2 separate regions of the Mus musculus genome follow, and region 1 is linked to region 2. The links are chromatin contacts, called in public Hi-C maps. All regions are on one chromosome and are shown on one strand. Each heading gives the region's core, a stretch centred on a gene start, on an enhancer-like site or on the middle of the called end of the contact. The rest is flanking DNA. Distances are from core to core; before and after follow the strand shown. Region 1 holds the start of Mdm2 (transformed mouse 3T3 cell double minute 2). Region 2 overlaps Rab3ip (RAB3A interacting protein).

Region 1 (4,110 bases), core at 1,206-3,705, 790 kb after region 2:
ACTTACTAATGCTTAATTTTCTTATGTAACTCATATAGAAGTCATGCTAGCCTTCTCCTTAGTGTATCAATTTTAACATACGTACTGCCAAAGCAAGAAGTTCTACATTTTTGCATATTAAATTAACTCAAATCAAAACTCTACAATGGAAAGCCAGTTTCTTATCAAAGCTTACAAGATAAAGTTAATTTTAAAAACTACTATAAAAACACAACACTGTAATCTCACACTTAACAAAGAGAGTTCTGAATAAAGATCTACCCGGAAAAGGTTTTTAAAATGCTATATGAAAATACTTTAAATATGTGCATAATCTTGAAATGGAAGAATTCCTCCAAAGCATTACAAGAAAATTCAAAAATTATCAAAATAAACAAATTTGATACCTTCAATGGGGCAGACATCAGATTATAGTCCTTGTAAAAAAAAATTTCTTAGGTTAACTATACTTGAAAATTATGCAAGCTACTAAAATATGCAAAAAAAAAAAATGGGGGAGGAAAGGAAGAGCGAGAGTAAATAGAGAGAGACATTGGCAAACCCAGAACAAACAGGCTGTTTAACTGGAGATCTGGGACATGCCCACTGAAACAATACATTTTACTCCACAGAGCAGTAACCGTAGGAACTGACTTAACTTGCATACATGTATTCTCCACAAATATGTATGAAATTACATCAGAAAGGGAAAACGAGGGCTGGCAATATTCGTGCTGGCAGGATCGAAGACGGCCATGACCTCTGCTGAGCAGAGTGAGCAGTCTGCAATCAAATGTGGTTACCAGGACGTAGGATTCTAGTTCCCTATCTTCCTCACCCTTACTTTACTCAAACACATGGGCAACTTTTACATCCCCCAGTAGTCGTGAGCCTGAGACTGTCGCTCAGCTCAGTAGTACAGTACTTGCATACACACACATTCTAAAGGCTGAGGTTCAATCGCATTATCAAATCCTATGCAGCTATTAAAAGTAATTTTGTAACTTACTGACAAGCTGTAGAACACCTTTATATGCTAATATAAAGTAGAAAACTTAAAGAGATACAGAGCAAAGACTGGAACTTTATATATTTTATGCATTCCTCTCATAACTAAAATCCTCACAAAAAGCACGGATGCTTCTATGACTTTCGGTTTACCATTTAGAACAGTGATAGAACATCATGTCACAACCAGCAGCACCCACACACTGTGCACTTCTAAAGCCTGCGTCAGGGGAAGGGCTGTGGAAATATAGGTCGCAGTGACCACTCTCTAATGCAATTGCAATCGAGAAAGTTAAGAGTTTGTAGGTAAATACTTAAAACGACTGTGCGATAATCCAGGTTTCAATTTTGTTTCCTCGATTACCTGGTAAAACAAGCTATATTTACACACTCGAGGCAGAAATACCAACCAGAGTCTCTTGTTCCGAAGCTGGAATCTGTGAGGTGCTTGCAGCACCCTCGGTAGACACAGACATGTTGGTATTGCACATTGGCCTACAAGTAGAAAAAAAACAACAACACACACGATAAAAACTTGAAATTATAAAACATCTACGAAAAGGGACAAATAGATACATGCATTTACGAAGGAGACAGAAAACGTCTTTCGGCAATAGCTCTCAAATGCAAAACGACGTCGGCGAGCTGTCCCTTACCTGGAGGCCCGCAGGAGAAGCGCGGTGATCCGAGAGGGTCCCCCAGGGGTGTCCGGTCGGTCTCCCGCTCGCCCAGCAGACGGCTGCGGAAACGGGGCAGCGTTTAAATAACCCCAGCTGGAGACATGTCAGGACTTAGCTCCTCCGACAGCCGACGCCGGACGTGTCCCAACTTGACCAGCCCCACAGGAAGAGCTGAGTCAACTCGGCCCAGCCCAGTCCCACCCGTCCCGGAAGCCGCATCCCGGCGAGTCCGGGACCAGGCACCTGTCACCTCCTGGACCCCAGCAACGAGCCCAGCGCGACCCCGGAGCGGGCCCCCCGCGCGCGGGGCCTGCTGGGAGACCCCCGCTCTTCCCTCCTCCCCCTCCCTCCGTCCCCTCCCGCGCATGCGCCGTGCTAACCGCGCCATCTCCCACCCCACCCCCCACTCCCACCCACACGCACACCCCCGGCCGCAGAATGACATCAGGGCCCAGCGCGGGCAAACGGTCGCCCAGCCTCGTGCCCCGCGACCCCACGAGCCGGCCCGGGTTACGAGTAGGCCCCGGAGGGCGCGGAAAAGAGGGAATGATCGGGACTCTCCGCCGCCCACGGAGCGGGTACCTGCTACTTCCCGCGCATCTTCCGACCCTTCACGGGGAGCGCGGAGGCCCCGCGGCCGGGGCCTGAGCGACCATGGTCGCTCCAGAGCTCGAGCGACGAGAAGGCGGCGGCTCCTCACCGGCCGCTCCTAGGCTACGCTGGCCCCGGAGGCCCCGTTAACAAAGCAGAGTTCTGTGACGAGCGCCCCCTACCGTCCGCGGAGAGAACGCCGGAAGCCACGGGCCATCCGGGCATCGGGGCGTGCGCGCGCGCACGCCCGACGCCGCCTCCTGGACCAATAGGAGGCGGGGGGCGGGGCTTAGCGGCCGCCCGGTGCCGGAGCGCGCAGGAGGTGGGGAGGGGCCGCGCGGTTGTGTTTACCGCTCGAAACCGCAATGGTCGCTAGGCAAGTTCCTATCCGACTGCTGCTGCTACCAAAAGAAAAGCAAGACTAACAGCTGGGTAGTATTTTTAAATCCATCCCGCCAGCAGCTGAAGTTGTATACAAATGAGTGATTTTTTTTTAAGACTTTAAAAATAGGCAAGGTGAGAGAGGGTGGAGTGGGACGGGGAGGAAATTGTGAGAAGGGGGTGTCCCAGAAGGGAACGGAGAGCGGGGTGGAAAGTGAATAAATAATAATGAATAAAAAATGAATAGCTCCATGGTCAAGAGTGCATACAGCTCCTTTTTAGGTTTTCAGTCACTCACGCCACACAAATTCTGTCATTGCAGGGTACTCAACACACTCTTCTGGTCTCCATGAGCAACCGCACCTGTGTGCACAGACATACACATAATTAAAGTTAAAATTAAAAAAAAAAATTCAAAGACTGTTAGGGTCCATGACACCTTGGGCTCATAGTATGTAAACGCAAAGAATGTTTTAATCTGCAGAAGTCAGCATTCTGGTGTCTCCTCTCCCCATTACTAAGATAGAGACACCCAAGTGAGTTTGCAGACCTGACATAAAGCATATTAGCGAATTCTGGGATAGGTGACCTCTATGTTAATCTATTGGGTCCATCTTTAGGGACATTCCATTCCCGGGGTGAGAGGGCTGGAAACTTTTGGCTGAGAAAGTCTGGAAACTGCTGCTGACCCATTGTCCTTGCCTCAGGCGGGGCAGCTTCTGAGGCCCGGACTTGCCCGGAATTGCCCAGTTCTTGGAAACAGAGATTTAGGCCTAGTCCCCTTAACTGCCAGTTTGAAACTTGTCATGAAATCAGCCTGGCCTTTTCAACACATACACTCCAGTGTTTACAAACTTTCTAATTGTTAGTCATCTTGAGGGCCCAAGATAGCATTATAAGGTATAGGAGTTTGGCCTGGACGCTGCTTTAGGCAGTGTGGACGCAGGTCAAAGAAAAGCATTGATAAGGCCAGATATAATGGTGTGCGTGTAATCCCAGGTACAGAGCAACAGCCGTCTGGGTCCACCTTTTAAGGTACATCTAAGAACGGAGGGTGTGTGGCACCGAGAAGGTCCTGCATTGTTCAGTCCTCGGTCCCCAAAGCAAAAGCCCCAGATCTTAAAGGACTTAAAACCAGGGGTGGTGGCACATTTGCACAGTCAAAGATAATCAGGAAGCTGAGGCAGGAGGATAGCTTGAGTTGAGCAATTTAAAGCTAATTTGAGTAACATTGATAACCTACCTAAAGGAGAAAGGTAATTTCGTTCTTTGGGGCTTGCCACTTCTTACTGACAGCCTTCATTTCCCCAACAGTTCGTGATTAAGGACTTTTCAGAAACCTTTCTCCCCTTAGGAATGGAGTGAATATTCATTTTAAATTTAATAACCTTCAGCCAGGCATGGTGGCATAGACCTTTGACCCCTGCAGTAGAGACGAAGAGACAAGTGAGTTCAAGATAGTGTGTCCACG
Region 2 (4,322 bases), core at 791-3,290:
TGTCATCTCAGCAGTGATAACCCTAAGACACACAGTTAAGTCCAAATTCAAGCCTAACTTTTTAGATCCCAAAGCCTTGTACCAAGAGCACATCCACACCAGTATTAAAGCTTTCAGAAAAACACTTCTATGACTGGGAGACCCACCGCAGTTTCTAGAGAAACACAGACACTCTCCATTTCCATTCAGGGTGTTATACAGTGTCCCAGGGCATATTTCAGTCAACATTTCTTGTTTGTATAATAAAACTTGCTGACATTTTCACACAGTATCAGGCTAGAAAGTGTGGCTAGAATACTCAAGTAGGAACATGTTGCCTATTTCATACATTTCAAAACACAAGAGAGGCTTCTGAAGTACTGAGAAACCACCTGAAAAAGCTTTCCTACAAGCAACGGGAGAAAACGCTTTACACTTACTAACTCAAAAGTGACAATAGAAGCTAACCTTTTAGAAACAGCACACTTATTTAAAGTTAGAGAAATCAGAATTAAAGCAGTGACTAAAGGAGTATATTAGATACTTAACAAAAACAAATATGAATTTTAGGTTTTGCTGCATTCAGATCTGGATGAGAAGTAAAAAGCGCAGACAGCCGCTTGCTTCAGTATGAACTGGCTTAAAACTCACAGTGCCTGAAGCTCCAGGAAGCCTTGGGCAATGCCCTACAAACACTTTACACCACACATGACGGTAAAACCAGCAGTGTTTAATAATGCCGTAACTCTTACTTTACACAATTCGATAAACAGCATCTAGGCTATCTTTGTGCTTTCTAAAATGCAAGGCTTCAATTATTTCTGGGTTCTGTTTGTTTTCTTAATTATCTGACTCAACTCTAGAACTTTCTATCAATGGAAAATTTTGCTTCTCTCAGATTTCAAATAAAAAGAGCTACTAGTAATCTTTAGGAAAATCATCATATTTTCACATTTCTTATTCGTACTTTAACACTGCACTAACAGAACGTCGTGACTAGTGGGGGACCCCCTTAGGCACCCACTTTCCTTTACACAACGCATGCCACTTTATTCCCTAGATGGAAACTTGAAATGCAGAGACTCCTGCTGCAGATGCTCTGAGGCCAAGTGGGATGGGGGTGGGATGGGGAGGGTCCTTGAGAGCAGCCAGCCCTAGCAACAGCCTCCCCATCCTAACACTGATATTCTGTGCTAAAGAAGTCTGCTGGCCACCTCAGTGATGGCGATCAACAGGAGGGACAGGTCAGAGGGGACAGTCCTCTCTGCAGGAGTTACCTCTTTGCAGTCTTTTACGATTGGCTGGATCACACTCAAGTCCTGGTGGCTCCCACCCATGGCGCTGCTTGTACTTTTGTTCCTTGTGTGCCCCCTTTTAAAGGGGGTCTTTGCAGCCGCCAGAGGCTCCTGCGTAGGCGATGTTGGAGAACTGGACAGTACGAGTGTCTTCAGAGCGGCCACTTCAGCCTGAAGTACATCAATCTTGAAAAGAAAGCAGCAGCGTCACACGCACAGCATGCTCTACGGCAGATGTGGCCGTCACACGCACAGCATGCGCTGTGACAGATGTGGCCAATGCTAGCAACTTGGCGAATTTCAAGAACAGAAAATAAGTTTAATTTGTTATTTTTCTATGAAGTAATGAAGGGAAAGCAATCCAAGATTTTTGGGTTTCCATATGGATTGGATTCAACTACCAATAATGTCAAAAGGTAAATTTTAAATGGTCAAAGATACTAACATTAGTATGAATTTTCAAAATATTAAAATGTATCAGCTTACGATTACCTTTAGTTCACTCCTAAAATAATAAAATCTACTTAGGTCTCTTTTTCCCCCCTAGTGAATTAAGAGAATAAATATTAACTTTTAAAAATGACTCCAACATCCTTCTACATGATTTCCATGGTGATAAGCAAGCTGGCTGTGACACACTACACACCCGAGTCAAGGTTACATAGTTAGTGCCTATTTGCAGCTTCCACATTAGCACACTTCTCCGAGGGGTCAGGACAGCCACCAAGGGCGCTAGGCACTCATGACCGCTCTCCCCACGGTCTCCCCGCTCCACTGCGAAGGCCCCGACTCACTTTCCCCTGGGCTTCCTTCAGCTGCTTCTCTGCAGTGGCTTGCTTGACGTTCGCTTCCCTCACCATCTTGTGAGCTTCCTGAAAAAGTCAAAAGTCTCAAAAACTGGAGGCAAAGCATTGTAACGCTCATTTCAGCAGCTGCCTAGGAGGCAGCAAAGGGCCTGAAACTAACTAAGAACCCAACAACCACAGTGGGGGAAGCAGCTGCCATCAAACGGACGGGAAGGTAGGGCTGAGGCCAGGCACTCGGCACCTGCTGAGCACCGTGGCAGCAGAGGTGGGGTCCAGTCCATCCAAGGGACACCCACGTCAGGACTACAACCAGTAAAGGGGTCGGAGGACGGCTGCAGGTCAAAGCCAATACATGACAGGGACAAGACGGTGGACACCTCAGCAGAAACGACACCCAAGGAGCTCCAGTTTCCATTAAGACATGGATAAAATGACACGGGTGAAAACGACTGCACAGTGTAGCCTGAGCAGGGAATCTTCTACTCTTAAGTTCCCAATGCCACAGTTATGACACTACAGGCACGGGCCTGCCTTTCAGTCATACAGTGTTATTAATGACGTCTCTTTATGACATACTGCTCCAGGTTCTGACAGCGAATGAGGAACAAGGCAAAGGCTTGGTTCCTAAAGAGCTCAGGGTGCACTCTAACAACAGCAATGGAAATCAGGGTGATAACCCAGACTTCACTCTAAGTGAAAGATGAATTCTTCTTTAAGAGAATAACATGATCTCATATTTTAAGAGATTAAGCTTTTGTATGAAATAATCTGTATAGATTAGAGAAACTGGGAACAAAATGTGGCTTCAGACTTAGTATTTGGGAATGTAAGATATCCAAAGGAGATTCAAAGATACTTATTAAACACACAGTCTGACAGCTCTCTCGGGTCTGTGACAGCTGTTGGTCTGCAGCAGCTCGTGTGAGTCGGGAGCACGAACCTCAGACTACATTAAGTATCCCGATGCTCACTACCGATGGCTGGGATGGAATGGGACGCACCTCGGGAATACTCCCGTCACCGTGCACTGCTCACCCGGCAGAGCCCTGAAGAATGAGCTCAGCTCTGCCCTTCTGAAAACAACAGTTGCTGCAGACTGGACGGACTTTCCTGGGATAAGGTGGAACTGTCCAAAGAAGGCTATTTGGCAGGTGTTTCCAAAACAAGAACGCTATCTGCTTGGATCTCTCCTAAGATAACTGATGTTTAAGTCTGAATGCAGAAGAGACTGATGTCTGACAAAGTACCTGCTGAACAGGGCGGGGCGGGGCTGGGCCCTTGTCACCTGCTGCGCAGTCTTAAGACTGATCAGACTTAAGACAACTGAAGAGCCGACGCCTCTAAGCCAGCTTTGAAAGCCTGGAAGAGCTAAGGAAATGGTGAACACCAGAACCCAGGCCAGGATGAGCCCCAAGGTGAGGTGGGAAGTGAGGTGACCTCTCCGGCTTCAAGAGGGACCCTGATGATACACAGGAGCAGCTGATGTCCCCAGAGAAGGGGGCGCTAGCCTGAAGCATAAAGCGTCTGGCGTGGGTCTGCCGATCGACAGAACACCAAAAGGCAGCGTTTCTAGATGTGGGGCTGTTTTCTCTGACTGTCCCCAAGGTCAGGCGCCATAAGCACTGTGTACAGCAGGTGTCCTAAGCTGTCTCCACCGAGACTGAGCTTTGCCAAGAACATTTTACAATGCTGACAACGTCTTCTAGTACAAATGGCAGAAGTATGTTTAGGACCGTTTCAGAAACTGTTACAAACTCTGTCCCGCCCCAAAGCTAACTACATCAACTTTTAAGAAATATAACATTCATTAAATTTCTTGACAATTTGAGACGTGTCTGCAACGCACTCTGGCTATTTCCACCCCACGCCTGGCCTCTCTCCTCCCACCTGTCAGGGTTCCCTTCTAGTCTGACCTCTGACACCCGAGTCCTCTCTGTGACCAAGTTTTGAACTACCTATTGGAACTCGGTGCTCTCGCCTGTATACAGGTGGTACACAGGTAAAGACGATGACCTGTCCTCCTCGGGCCACCCGGGAGCCAGCAGTTCATCAGGGCGAGCTATGGTCCCTGAGCCCTCCCAGTCCACGCCTGACTGATGGTGGGCCTGGTCGTGTGCAGGCTGGGCAGGCGCCATGAAGGACGCAAATGCCGTCCTCCTCCTCAGCTTCTGGCTCTTACAGTTTTTTTTTTCCAAATCCTCTTTTTAATGATTTTCTTCTTTTAATAAAACTCAAGCAAACA

What was found. Hi-C and Micro-C count contacts between places; a contact is called where the count stands out from the background.
Region 1: a Hi-C map of CD4 T cells shows a contact between it and region 2, with 4 times the contacts expected there. The contact joins the promoter of Mdm2 here to the enhancer-like site in region 2. A contact is called at or near these places in 1 of 39 promoter capture datasets (the 3T3-L1 cell line), 1 of 484 Hi-C or Micro-C datasets (CD4 T cells) and 2 of 115 datasets of contacts at active chromatin or transcription factors (memory CD8 T cells and pancreatic cancer cells).

The regions. Positions count from the first base shown.
Region 1 is chr10:117,708,303-117,712,412 of GRCm38.p6, forward strand. Mdm2 (transformed mouse 3T3 cell double minute 2) reads right to left here and starts at 2,456. Exons shown (of 12, transcript NM_010786.4): 1 at 2,250-2,456; 2 at 1,644-1,726; 3 at 1,398-1,482. The coding sequence starts at 1,478.
Region 2 is chr10:116,917,506-116,921,827 of GRCm38.p6, forward strand. Rab3ip (RAB3A interacting protein) reads right to left here. Exons shown (of 11, transcript NM_001359645.1): 5 at 2,069-2,146; 6 at 1,257-1,460. All of the region lies in intron 3 of Gm51782 (a long non-coding RNA gene), which reads left to right. Among named protein-coding and RNA genes, the nearest start is that of Gm51782, 5.5 kb to the left of the region's middle. Within about 2 kb of position 2,041, at least 53 of the 459 cell types and tissues checked have an H3K27ac peak or open chromatin away from gene starts, as enhancers often do.